Regions from separate parts of the Sus scrofa genome. Here region 1 is linked to region 2. Evidence: chromatin contacts called from public Hi-C data. All regions are on one chromosome and are shown on one strand. The core of a region is the stretch at or near the end of the contact, and the rest is flanking DNA. Distances in the headings are between cores, read along the strand shown.

Region 1 (6,105 bases), core at 739-3,238, 34 kb before region 2:
GGGATGCTGCATCTCTCACCAGCTCCTGGATGCTGTTAATGCCACCCTTTGAGCAACAAGAATGCAAGGGATGTGTTGGTGGCAGTTAAATGTACCCTCTAATTCAGTTGTTAGATGCCCGGATGGGATCGCTGTGAACCTGGAGGGAAAATGGACATGGACATGACCTTGAAGATCTTGAACTTGGATCTTGATTATGACATCACGTCTGGAGGTAGCCGACCAGGGAATACTGGAATGCAATACTGTTTGGTGAAAATGACTTTGGATGAATGGAAGGAGGATGTGTGTGTGTGTGTGTGTGTACACATGTGTGAATGTGCGTGCACTGGGCAGCTAAAGGAGTGAGATGCAGCTGATATAACTGGCCGGGGCCCAAGCTGGACCTATAAGATACTTTCTTTTGGGAAGCTAGAACTTTGAACCAAGGCACAATTAATTTTGGCAGTTTGGCTTCTGATTCATTGCCATGATCTAGACAGAAGGTTCTCAAACTGCCATGTTACAGTCAGTCTTAAAGACTCTCTGATCCTTGCCCTTCCTGAGGCCGGGAAGGTCCAACACTTTCTCCACTCTCCTGAGGTATTCCACCCCGTCCTTGTCCTCCCCACCCCCAATTTTCTCGAAGTAGCCTGGAGTTTGCCTTCAAAATAACCACGGGTAACAACAGAAGGCTTTCCGGAAGTAGCTCCCACCTGTTTCAACAGAGAGGAAGGCTGCCCTGAACTCAGAGTCTCACTTTAAACCCCAAAGTCCAGGGAGTTCCCTGGTGGCACGGTGGGTTAAAGATCCAGTGTTGTCACGGCTATGGCACAGATTCAACCCCTGGCCCAGGAACGCCGGCACACCGTGGGTACAGCCAAAAAAATAAATAAAAAATAATAAAAAATAAGAAATAAAATAACTAATAAACCTCAAAGTCCAGATGATTCTCAGGCGAATACTCCATCTCAGCTCCCCTTACACATAACTAATTGTTTGTGCTCCCACCAGACTGCTGCTTTTCACCCTCTTTTCTTCAGATGCCCCCAGGACCCAGAGAATGTTTTAGAGGCACGCCCTCTGCTGAGACTCGCCACTCCCCTTTTGGCTTCTGAATTCAACTCCAACTTTGAGACCCAGTTGGGTCCTCACTTCCTCCAGACGCAACTCCCTTCCTCCCCCAAGGCTTGCTTAAGTGCCCTTTCCAAGCGCTCCATCCGCCCTCTGTGCTGAGCCCCCGCACCACGAGCACCCTGTCCTGTGATGAGCTAGTATCGTCCAGACTGAGCTCCTCAGGTTCTGCTTACCTTTGTGCCCACTCACTCGCCCAGCTGAGGGCAGCGCACATGGACCGCGGTGCTCCCTGCTCAAGGCTAGCTCTCAGGGAAGGTGTGTTAAGTGAATGAATGGGCGAGTGTGAAGCAGAATAGGAAGGGCGATGGCCTTCATTTGCCCGGAATTCAAAATCCACCAAGCGCCCTTTTGGATGTCAGACACCATGATGGGCACTGTAGGGGTGAGAGGTGAGGGGCGGGCACAGATGATGAAGATGTGCTCTGACCCCCCCCGCCCCGAAGGAGCACTCCGCACCCGCGAGGAAAAGGAACCCACCTCTCCCTTTCCTCCTCCCCAATGAACCAGTTTTCCACTGATCCTACATGCTTTTTTTGCTTCTCCCACGCTAAACCCGGTCACGCGGGGCCTGAAGGAGGGGGACCCAGACGGCTCCCTTCCCCGCATGCAGCGCGGCTGGCCCTGCCCCTCCCGGCCGCCCACGGAGCCCAGCAGCGGCCGGAGCTGGGCGCCCACCGCCCCCACGGCGCGGGGCTCGGAGACCGCGAAAGACTCCGCTAGCTCGGGCCTCGGCGCCGCTCCCCTCCCTGGCACCAGGGGGCGCTGCCGCCCCACGGCCGTCGCCATGGTCACCGCTGGCGGCGGAGTGGGGTTTACGTAAAGGACGCAGCGTCCCCCGGGGGGCGGAGGCGGCCTTCGCGCCGGCGCCGGCGCCCTGCGGAAGCGGCGTTAGTGAATCGGGGCCTTGGGGAGCCCAGGATGGAGGTGGCGGTCGCGGCGGCGGCGGCGGGCCGAGCCCTGCGGCGGGCTGGAGGTAAGGGGGGCCGCGGGCGCGGCGGGCCGGGCCCTGGGCGCGGGCGCGGTGCAAGCGGCGCGGCAGCTGGGCAGTGTCCAAGGCGCGCGGTGGCCCGCCCGACGGGTCCGCGGGCGGAGGTGCGGCTGCCACGCGCGCCCGTGGCAGGTGTGGGATCCTTGGAGCTCCTGTCACCGGTGTGGGGATGGTGACACCCGTGGCGCGGACGTGGGCAGCATGGGTCTGGCACAGGCAGTGTGGTTTTCCTGGCACGGGTGCCAGAAGACTCACCCCCACCTTGGTGCGGTGGTGGCCGCCGAGGTGTGAGGCGGTCGCAGCCCTCTGTGCACCACTTGGACTGGTGCCTGGGTGACGGTGGCCAGCTCGTGGGCGCAAGGTGGTGCCCCTGGCATGGGTGTGAGGAAGTACTCTCGTCAATAAGGCATTGGATGGTTCTGGCCTTGACATGGTCTGGAGTGATGGAACCCCAGGGTTGGAGAATTGGTGTCCTGAGCATGACAGGAGTTGCTGGCATGACTGAGAAATGGCCCTGGCCCAGCATGGTGCCACGGGCAGCCTGGCCCTGTGAAGGGAGAATCCATGGCCCTCAGACCCAGCTAGACGGGAAGGATAAATGCCCATCCTCCCACTCCAGTGACGCTGAGGGACATTGGGGCTGGCACAGGGGTCCACCTTTAATGTCTGTTGGGTACGCCGGACCAAGGAAGGCAGAAGGCTGGGAGGTGGTTAGTGTTCTCTATGATGGACGTGAAAGAGAGACGCCAGGAGATGCTTCTACCACGAGGACCCTGTTGGTGACCGAGACGGAGACCTGTCCAGGTACTAGCTGTCCTGGACTCATGAAGTCATCCAGCTTTGGGGAAGAGGGGAGGGGTGGATGGGTCTCAGCTCTGCTCACTATCCCTGAACATGTGTCCTGAGAAACGTGCAGGGCTGAGAGTTGGGCGGCGTCAGAGGGGTGCTCCAGCCGCCTGTAGTCCTGCGCCCCGCCTCTTCCTTGGGTTGATGGTTCGCTCCTGGATATCTGGGAGCTGCCTCTCTTCTTTGGAGGCTTGGAAGCCTTTGGGTCCAGAGGACCGTTTGGGGGGAATGTTTGAAAGATGAGCCTGCAGCCACTGGGAGGGTGCTAGGACCGCCTCCGCACTCACCCGTTCTTTGGGAAGCTTTGGGTGAGGCTCTCGCTCAGTGTCCCATGGGTTCTACTTCCCAGGGCAGGGGGCAATTTACGGAGCCCCAGAGAAGTCTTGGGTTGGGGGAAGTCTTTGGTCTTTGCGGATCTCTTGGGGAAGTGGAGTCGGAGGTAGAAGAATAAATGAGGCTGGGCCTGGGGAAGGCCTTTAGGAGTCCAGAAAGAGGAAGGGGAGGGGAGGCAAGGGTGGTGGTGGCAGCCTTGCCATGTTGGGTGCCTGGAGATGCCGCTGAGGTTCCTTAAAGCTGGAGGGTCGTCCAGGGCCTTTGGAACCGGAAGACTTGAATTCCAGTCCTGCCTGTGTGACCTTGAGCAGGTGACTTTACCTCCCAGAGCCACATCCGAAGGTGGTCGCAGGGGATGAAGGATGGTGCATGGAAACCCTTCGTGCAAGGCTGTGCAAAGGTCAGGGATTATCATCAGGTAAAGAGACCAGGGCAGGAGGGCAGAGGAAATGAAGGCGTGGAATGGAGATTGGGGAAGGAGGCAGCCCAGCCGGCAGGACGAGGGCCTGTCATTGGGAATTAGAGGCCCAGAGCGTAAAGGCTCCTGGTGGGGAAAAGTGGGATCTGTTGACATTGTGAGTCAGCTGCTGAGCTGGAACCAGGCGCCAGGTCTCCCGAGGACGGTCCCCAGCATGGCCGAAGCAACTGTCGAGTCCTGCAGCAGTGGCCTGAGCAGGAGGGAGCCTTCGCTGGGGCTGCAGGCGTGCCCAGGCCGCGCCGGGCTGGGAGGTGTCTGCGGCTGACAGATCTGGGGTACCTGTGTGGGAGGCAGACTTGGAAGTGTGTGTTTTCTCTTGAGAATTTCCTTTGGCTCCGGGTTCAGAGGACGGGGGTGGGGAGCGGCCGCCTCAGCCTTTCGGGGGTGGGGGCTGGGAGAAAGCAAAGTGGGTCAGAGTCTCCAGAGGGGACGCAGGGCTGGGGGGTCCTGGGAGGGAGGTTGAGGCTGGACGGCTGGAGCTGGGGCATCGTGGGGGATGCTCTCGGATACATGGGACAAGGAGAAGGGGCAGTGGACACCCTCAGAGGGACAGGTGAGAGCAGGACAGGTGTAGCAGGAATTCCCCAAGACGCGGACCCATTTCTGCCCAAAGCGCCTTCCTAGGTGGAGAAGGGGAAGGTGGCTGCCAGTCACTTGAACTTTCAGCCACTGGGACCTAGGTCCTGATAAGGGGCTGCAGGGCCTGAATGAGTGTATACCCTGCGGCTAGCAGGCCCTGCCCTGGAAGGCCCGTTTCCATGAACCCAGGCCCATCGCTCCAGCATTCCTCTGTGTCCGCCTTCGCCATCAACCTGTCTCACGAGCTTGGGCCCCGAGGCAGAAAACTTTTGCCCTGGGTCAGTGCTGCGGTGTCCAGCCACGTGGGGAGAAGGAGGACACGGCCCTGCCAGCCCCTGGGTGGTGAGCTGACTTTTCCGTGCCCGGGGCCTCACCCTGTCTGGGGTCCGCTGCCTGGACACTGCCTGGCGCTGCAAGTGCATCCTCGGCCGCCCATTTCGCTGCCTCCCCAGGAGCTGCCAGCACCTCAGCTCCCTACCTGCTAGTCCTTTAAAAGGACGCCTCAGGCCTCTCTGATGTGAATATTCAGCAGTCTCGTCCCCTCAGCTCACCCTGCACACCTCCGCCTGTTTGTTCTGATTTGTGGCTCAGCCTTATGGTTTGGGGGCTCCAGGAGCCCTTTGCAGCCACCCCTTGCCATCTGCTTGGAGTGCTGGGACTCTGCATGGCGAGCTGCATGGCAGAGGGGCAGATCAGAGACAGCACGGGAGGAGGTGACCTCTGTTTCCCCGAAGCAGAGCAGGGCTTTCTTCCGGGTCCCCAGGGTCCAAGGCCATAGGAAGCCCAGCCAAGTCACCTGCACCCCTTGTCATGGTGCGCAGATGCTGATCTGGAGCAGGTTCCAGCTGGAGTGGGGGGCTGGTAACATAGGTGTGGCCACCGAGGGCAAGTGGCTCTCTGGAGCTGAGGATTTTCTCAGCTCTGGTCCTCAGTCCTAGCCCCATTTCTTTGTCCATGTTTCTCCGAAAGTTGCTTAACTCAGTTCCTGGCAACCTTTCCTTGCTCAGCTGCTTCATAAATCACGGTGCCCAGCTGCTCGGCTTCAGGGGTGCCAGGGCATCGGGCATTTCTGGACAGAAGCTTCTAGGCCGCAGCTGAAAGCCCCAGGCTGGCCGGCCACAGCCGAAGGCCTGGCCTGATGGTGGGAGCCCTGCTCCCCACAGCCCATCTCACCAGGACCAGGGAGGGACCATGCTCAGGGCTTCATCACCTGTTGGCCCCGTGCTTGCTCCATCTGAGTTTAGTTTCTCCCCGGAAGGGCTTCATATTATACTCGCGGCGGCCCGGCAGGTGTGCCGGGGAAGTGTTAGTAGCGTGCGGTCAGAGGACCATAAATCTTTTAGAGCCGTGCAGCCCAGGGCTCTGTGGGATGTGGTTACCTCCCCAGCGGGCAGAGCTGAAGCCTGTTTATCTTGATTTTCCTTTTCCTTCCTGATACTTTGACTGAGCTGGATCTCTCTGGGTGGCGGTGGTGGTGGCGGTGGCGGGAGGCACTGGTGTGTAGGCGAGGAGGACCCGGGAAAGTGCCTTCCCCATGGGGTGCCCTGGGCCAATGAGGGCAGGGCCCAGGGAGGTGACGGGGAGGGGAGTGGTGAGGCCCCAGGTGAGGAATGCCCAAGGGCTCCGCAGGATGGCGGTGGAGAGGGGCAGGGCTGGGGCCCTTCCCGCCGCAGGGCTGCCCGGCGGCGGCACGTGTGCGAGGCCGCGTGTGCCCGTAAGCGAGCGTTTCTGTGGGAGGTGAGGGCTGAGGGGGTGTGGAGCGCCT
Region 2 (6,779 bases), core at 238-2,737:
AGCCTGGGGTGCTTTAAATAGTAGCCCCCCCCACCCCAGGCCTGGGGCGGAGTGGATTACCCTGTCAGGGCTTCTGATCAGGGCCAGTCACGGGCAACAGCAACACCTGCCCAAACCGCAGCACCTGTCACGGATCACCCTGCCACAGAGTCCCCAGGAGCCCCTCCGGAGCCCTGCTGAAATGATGGTCCCTGCATACAGAGCCCTGGGCTCTGCCAGGACCCACGCAGACCTCTGACCTCATCCCAGCCATCGCAGCCTTCTTGGGGGTGGGGCGGCAGCGGGATGTCCCTGGCTGCAGCTCAGGAACTGAAGCCAACAGAGTTCAGACAGCCAGGGGAGAGGACGGTCCTCCAGGAGCAGGCAGGGAGGTGCTGGGGAGGGACAGGTCCCCAAAGCAAAGGGTTTGCGCGAAGAGGGGAAGGGGTCGTGTGTCTGGACCTAATGGCAGCTGCTTTGGGGGATGGCGCAGTGGTTTGGAGGGGCCAGGGCTGCTGGGGGAGAGGGGCTGGCTCACACTCCAAGGCGTGGGGGGCATGTGTGGAGGAGGCCAGCGCGGCAAGTCCCCGCCCCCGGGATGGGCAGCAAGGAGTCAGCAAGTCAACTCTAAGACAGTGTGCTGAGGGCCACACTGAGACCATGGGTCCCACGAGGAGGCAGCCTGTTCTGCCTGAGGATGGGTGGGGGGCGCTGTCGGGGAGGGGTTTCGAAGAGAGGGTGGCTTTTGGTCGGCCTGGAAAGATGAGCAGGATTTTGCCTGGCAGAAGAACTGGGGTGAACAAAGCTCAGATTCCAGTGTGGTGTCTTTAGGGAGCAGCAAATTTGGAGGGTTGGGAAGGGAAGGTGCGCAGTGTGAGAAGGGGCTGGACTGCCTCCCCAGCCAGAAAGGGGCCCTGCGCCTGTCCATGCCTGGGATTCCTGGGGCTCGGGAATGTCTTCCTGCTTCAGGACCCAGAGAGGGCAAGGCACCTGCCCACGGCTGCACAGCCCACCTGCCAGTTGCCGAGGCCCCTTCCTGCTGCCTGAGGCTTGGACTTTATCCTGCAGACCCCAGGAGCCTTGGAAGGTTTTTAAAGTCCAGGTCAGCATGTGCCTTTTAGAAAACAGTTTTGCGTTTTTGGAAAGAGGAACTCGGAGAATGGGTTAATACTTAACTCAGGGGCATGAATCCGCATCAAGGAAATGGGGCTTCGAGGGTGGAGGAAGAAAGGGGCCTCGTGGTGCCACCCAAGTCATTCCGTCCACATGTGGGGCCGTGTCCTGGCACCCCACTCACACCTGCCTGGACCCAGCAGGGCCCCTATTCTCTCCAGCCAAAGGGGGGGGGTGCCACACCTCCCCTGGCAGTGTCCCTGGACTGGCTAAGGAGGGGAGGCCGTGTGCCCCTCCACTGAGGTTACTGAAGGGCACGGACGCTGTGCCCTGGGGGAGGAGAGCCAGAGGAGGTGCTTTGTGGCAGCCCCAGACCAGGAAGTGGCCTGTGCCCTCCCCCAGCCTGAGCCATTTCCGCCAGATGAAATCACATCCCCAGCAGGGGAACAGGCCCCCATTGTAAAGGGCTGGGGTCTCAAGAGAAAGGACGCCTTTCAGGCCCTTAAAAACAGCAGCCCTGAGATTTATGAACCCGCATGGGATAGAGCGGCCCATCCTCCCCCAGCAGCAGCACAGACCCTGTCCCCCCCGACCCCACACCATGACCTGGTGGTGACCAGCTGGAGAAGCCACTAGTCCAGGCGGGGGAGGGGCAGCTGGTCCACTGGGTACACAGGCTCTCCGTCGGCCTCACCCGCCTGTGCTGAGGCCATCACTGGCTCTGTCCAGCACCGCTGGGGCTGCTCATATGGTCCACACCAGACCCTCCCAGGTGGGAATAATGGACATTTTACAGATGAGGAAGCTGAGGCACAACCAGTAAGTCACACCATCACACGTCACAGTGGAGCCGGCACTGGAACCCAGGCAGCGCTGGGCCTGGGATTCTGCAGTGATGGACCAGGCCCGGGTGCAGCCCAGAGGGCACAGGGCATGGTTCCCAGGCCTGCGAGGGGGCACCCGGTGGGGTCAGCCCACAGGAGCCCCACCACGTGACCTACTAGGTGGGACTGGCACTGACCACAGCTGTCGGCTGGGGGCTCCCAGAGGCTGCCACTGGCCGTACCACTCCAGGGTCTTGACAGATCTTCGGCCGCCTCTGAAGGGGTGCCAGGCTCGCCCCACTTCTCCCACCAGAGAGCAGGGAGGGTGGGGCCGTGAGTGAGGTGGTTAGGTGTACGTGTGAGCAAGGGTGATTTCGCCATTCTAGACTCCTAGAGGTGCAGGGTGGGGGTGAGGGAGGCGTTTGGGAAGGGCTCGCCATGGTGCATCCCTGCGAACCAGGTATTCCAGCTCCTGGCAGGGCAGCCCTCACCCGCCAGCCCCTCGGGGACGGCCCTCCCCTCCCCCGCGGGGCCTGGCCTGATCGGAGCAGCCGGGGAGCCACGGCACCTGCCAGGACCTCTCAGCCATTTCCTTTGTGTGAGGGCCCCGGGTCCAGCCCCACACTCCCCCTCACCCTCCGCGGGCCACCTGGAGTCCGGGAGGGGCTGCAGAGAGCTGGCGGCTGAAATGCCAGCTGTTGGCAGCTCTGTCCTTCTGCAGCCCCGCTACCACCCACGGAGTCCCAGCCCCTCCCATCCCGTCCGTCCATCCTTTCAAACCGAAGCCGATGCTGTCAGCCACTTGTCACAGGCACACCACTGGAGCCCCAGCCTCCTGCAGTCCCAGACCCCCCCCCCACCCCCGGCCACCCCACCACGCAGCTCCGTGCTCTCCATCCTTCTCCCGCTTCCCAGAATCCGTGCTCCGACTCCTCCTTGGAGAGAGTGGGATGATGTCACTTCCTGAGGGTGGGGGGAGGAGTAGGCACGACCCCGGCAGGCTAGCCCGCCAGCCCGCCCGCCAGGCCACCACCTCGCTGCGAGCAGCCTGGCAGCTGGATGAAGTGGCCGCGCCAGGGAGAGGGCGAAGGAGACGGCCGGGCTGGACGTGCTGGCCGGTCCCCCGGCCCCACACCCCCTCGCCCACCCTGAGGGCCGTGCCCACCAGCTGGGGGAGACTTGGCCACTTCGTGAGTGATGCCGTTCTCCGCAGATACTCTTCTTCCCTGGAGCCGTCACCGGGGAGAGGAGGACTTGCTGCCCACCCCTGGACCAGGTGCTATGTAAGCCTCTGCCAGCCTGGGGGCAGCTGCCCCCAGCGCCCAGCCTCCCGCAGCAGGGGTTCCTCCATACAGTTCGGCGCCGGGCTACCCTGGAGCTCCTTGCCAGTATTCCCCTTGCCAGTATCCCCTGTGGGGAGCCAGTCGGCTCTTGCCACCCCTTCCTTGCTCCTGGGGCTCCGGGGAGTGGGGACTCGGATTCCTGGGCCCTCCTCCCTGAGCTTGCCTGCAGCTGATTTGAATTCAGCTACTTCAGAGAGTTGGGATCTGGGCCGCCAAGGCTGTATGGCCCAGGGTGGGCGAGGAAGCCAAGAGGGTGGGACACCCACAGGGCTCGCCCACTGCCCTGGCAGCAGCGGGGCCGGGCACCCCCGCCAGGCTCCCGATCCCCAGTCTCAACCGTGTCCTTCCCCACCGAGAGGCATGGCTGTGGTTGGGAATTCTGTCTGACGGGGGCAAAATCAAGTCATAGAGCCTGCGCTCAGCCTTCCAGCAAAGCAAGAAATGGAAGGCCTCATTTACCAAGTATTTACTGCGCACCTACTATGCACTGGGCTCCCATCCTCCATATGTGCCAAACCCACGCATGCCCTCTCCCTCACCTGCCCCGAGGCCTTTGACTCTCCCTGGCCAGCTCAGCTCATGCGAGGGCACAGGCTCGGGCTTGGTCCAGGAAGCCCCCCACCCCAAGAACAGCATGCCCTGGGCAGGGGTCTCCCCTGATCCCTTGGAGGGGGAGGCAGGGGTGCACCCAGGTCCTGAATGGAGCTGAGCTCTTCCTGTTGGGGTGACCACAGGCAGAGCTGATCATCCCAAGGGCTCTGTGCCAGCCTTGGGGACAGGAAAGTCCTCTGGGCTAAGGCTGAAGCCACTGTCTTGCTGCTGCACTTTTAAATGCTGGCTCTGGTGGGGGGGGGGGGCTACAACCGGAAGTGGTCCTGCCCAGGGGTGGGCCTGGAAGCCCCTGGGCCTCAGGGCATGCTGCTGGGCATACCTCGCCAGGACTGTGGTGGCCCTGGGTGCCACAGCGGCCTGGGCAGCCTCAGGGTCCTCTGCTGTGTTTCAGGAGGTGAGCGCCAGGCCCGCTGAGCCTCCGCAGAGCTGCCAGCCATGCCCGGGATCGTGGTGTTCCGGCGGCGCTGGTCTGTGGGCAGCGATGACCTCGTCCTGCCGGCCATCTTCCTCTTCCTCCTGCACACCACCTGGTGAGTCTCGGCCTGGAAGGAGGGCCCTGGCCACTTGTCCTGACCCTGTTGTGTTCCCAGCTCCCAGGAGCTGGTGTCGAGAGACATCCGCCCCTTAGGGCGATACCCGGGTAGGACCCAGAGACCCGCCTGGCCATCGGGGGACCTGACCCCAGCACTGGGCTGAACTGCCGTCTGCCCACCCACAGCTGGTGGCTGAGCACCCTGCCCCCGCGTCTCTGCCCCTGGCTGCCCCTGGCTGCCCGTGGCCTAGAGGGACTCCCTGCTGGAGGACCGCAGTTCTGCACCCAGAGCCGAAACGTCATCCATCCGGCCGGAGTCCAGGCTGGGGGGCTACCTGCCAGGGGGCGGCCGCGCGGCGGGGGAGGGGGGCACGCAGGCTGCCCGGCCCCCCTGACATGTGCGTCCCCCCAGGTTTGTGATCCTGTCCGTGGTGCTCTTCGGCCTGGTCTACAACCCGAACGAGGCCTGCTCCCTGAACCTGGTGGACCACGGCCGCGGCTACCTGGGCATTTTGCTGAGCTGCATGATCGCCGAGATGGCCATCATCTGGCTGAGCATGCGCGGCGGCATCCTCTACACTGAGCCCCGCGAATCCATGCAGTACGTGCTCTACGTGCGCCTGGGTAAGGGCCACCCGCCGTGGGTGGGGGCTGCTCCGGCCCACTCCCACCCCACCCCCGTCCTGGGGCCCAGCATTCATTCAGCCACATGCCAAGGGCCCGGCCCTGTGCCAGCACCAGGGTCCAGCGGCGAACAGGCAGACTTACTGGGCTCACCTCTGGCCCGGGGCGGGGGGTGGGCAGGCTGAGGCCTGAGGGCCAAGTCCAGCCCACCATCTGTTTTTGAAAATAAAGTTTTATTGGAACCCAGGCATTCACTTACGTACTTGCTGTCTCCGGCGGCTTTTGCACGGCCCCGGCCGAGCTGCATGGTTGTGACAGAGAGTGTGACCCACGACGTCTCATCTGTTTACTCTCCGGCCCTTTGCAGAGAGACCTGGCCAAGCCCTGCTCTGGGCTGTGCACGTCCCATCAGCTGCTTTGCAGTCCTTTCCCAAGCGGTCCCCTACCGTCCTGGGGAAGCCCCCCAGGGTCTGCTTGGGTGCTCTTCCTGGGTTCCAGCCCCTCCTCCCAGTCACCGCTGGTGAATTCTCTCCCGCGCTAAGCTCCTTTCCCGTGTTAACTCAGGGAGGAGCCAGTGCTGGTCTTGTTCTGCAGATGAGGTGTCTGGGCTCAGGGAGGTTAATTAGCTCCTTTCCGGTCACACAGCAGTAAGTGCACCAGTGTCTGGGCTGAGAGTTGAACCCAGGTTGTCTGGCTCCAAAGCCTGGACTCTTAGCTGCCACCCTGGGCTGCCTGTGGATCCAGATGTCTCATGCTGCCCCCCCCGGGGGGGGGGGGCTGTTGATTCTCCCCCCCTGCCTCCCCCATCCCCGTCTCAGCCCTGGGCCCAGTGCTCTGGGCTGAGCAGGGGGCCTTCCTCCTCCTGGAAATAGCAGTTTCCACGAAATGAAGACTGTCACCCGGTTCTCACGGCCCTGCACTCCGGCCCTTGCACCCCCATTTTGCAGATGAGGAAACAGAGGCTCGGAGCGATTAGTAGCTTGCCTCAGAAACATCTTATCCCCGAACTCGTGGATCTAATTCTGATGCTGAAGGGACAGAGAAATGCCTCTTCGTCACCCGCCTTCGCAGTCACCTTCTGGGGTGGGGGTGGGGGCGGGAGGGGCGGGCATCGGGGCCTGAGGACCATGAGCTAGAGCAGGTGGTAGAATGGCCGTATGCTCCCTGGGGCTCCCAGTGCCACGAGGCTTGTGTGGAGGGGCGGCGGGAGGGCCGGCGCCCCTGCTCCCAGCTGGCTGGGTGCCCTATGGCAGGAGGAGCTGGGCCCAGGTTCCAGGGCCTCCCTGTCCTTCAGTCGGGCCCTGCTGTCCCCGCAGCCATCCTGGTGATCGAGTTCATCTACGCCATAGTGGGCATCGTCTGGCTCACTCAGTACTACACCTCCTGCAACGACCTCACTGCCAAGAACGTCACTCTCGGTACGTGGGCAGCCCCGGTGCAGGGTCGGGGTCCGGGTACAGAGGGCAGCCCCGGTGCAGGGTTGGGGTCAGGGTACAGAGGGCAGCCCCGGTGGAGGGTCGGGGTCAAGGTATAGAGGGCAGCCCCGATGCAGGGTTGGGGTATATAGAGGGCAGCCCCGGTGCAGGGTTGGGGTCAGGGTACAGAGGGCAGCCCCGGTGCAGGGTTGGGGTCTGAGTACAGAGGGCAGCCCCGGTGCAGGGTTGGGGTCAGGGTACAGAGGGCAGCCCCGGTGCAGGGTTGGGGTCAGGGTACAGAGGGCAGCCCCGGTGCAGGGTTGGGGTCAGGGTACAG

What was found. Hi-C and Micro-C count contacts between places; a contact is called where the count stands out from the background.
Region 1: a Hi-C map of skeletal muscle shows a contact between it and region 2, with 5 times the contacts expected there. The contact joins the promoter of DAGLA here to the enhancer-like site in region 2. A contact is called at or near these places in 5 of 5 promoter capture datasets (fetal liver, fetal skeletal muscle, liver and 1 more), 27 of 47 Hi-C or Micro-C datasets (adipose tissue, alveolar macrophages, blood and 15 more) and 2 of 2 datasets of contacts at active chromatin or transcription factors (alveolar macrophages and skeletal muscle).

The regions. Positions count from the first base shown.
Region 1 is chr2:9,859,691-9,865,795 of Sscrofa11.1, reverse strand. It overlaps DAGLA (sn1-specific diacylglycerol lipase alpha), which reads left to right and starts at 1,988. Exons shown (of 21, transcript XM_021082924.1): 1 at 1,988-2,089.
Region 2 is chr2:9,824,494-9,831,272 of Sscrofa11.1, reverse strand. DAGLA (sn1-specific diacylglycerol lipase alpha) reads left to right here. Exons shown (of 21, transcript XM_021082924.1): 2 at 4,263-4,401; 3 at 4,816-5,027; 4 at 6,344-6,445. The coding sequence starts at 4,307. Among named protein-coding and RNA genes, the nearest start is that of MYRF, 32 kb to the right of the region's middle. Within about 2 kb of position 1,487, at least 20 of the 83 cell types and tissues checked have an H3K27ac peak or open chromatin away from gene starts, as enhancers often do. A contact at or near this core is called in alveolar macrophages, omental adipose tissue, retroperitoneal adipose tissue and 2 more, where this site is marked.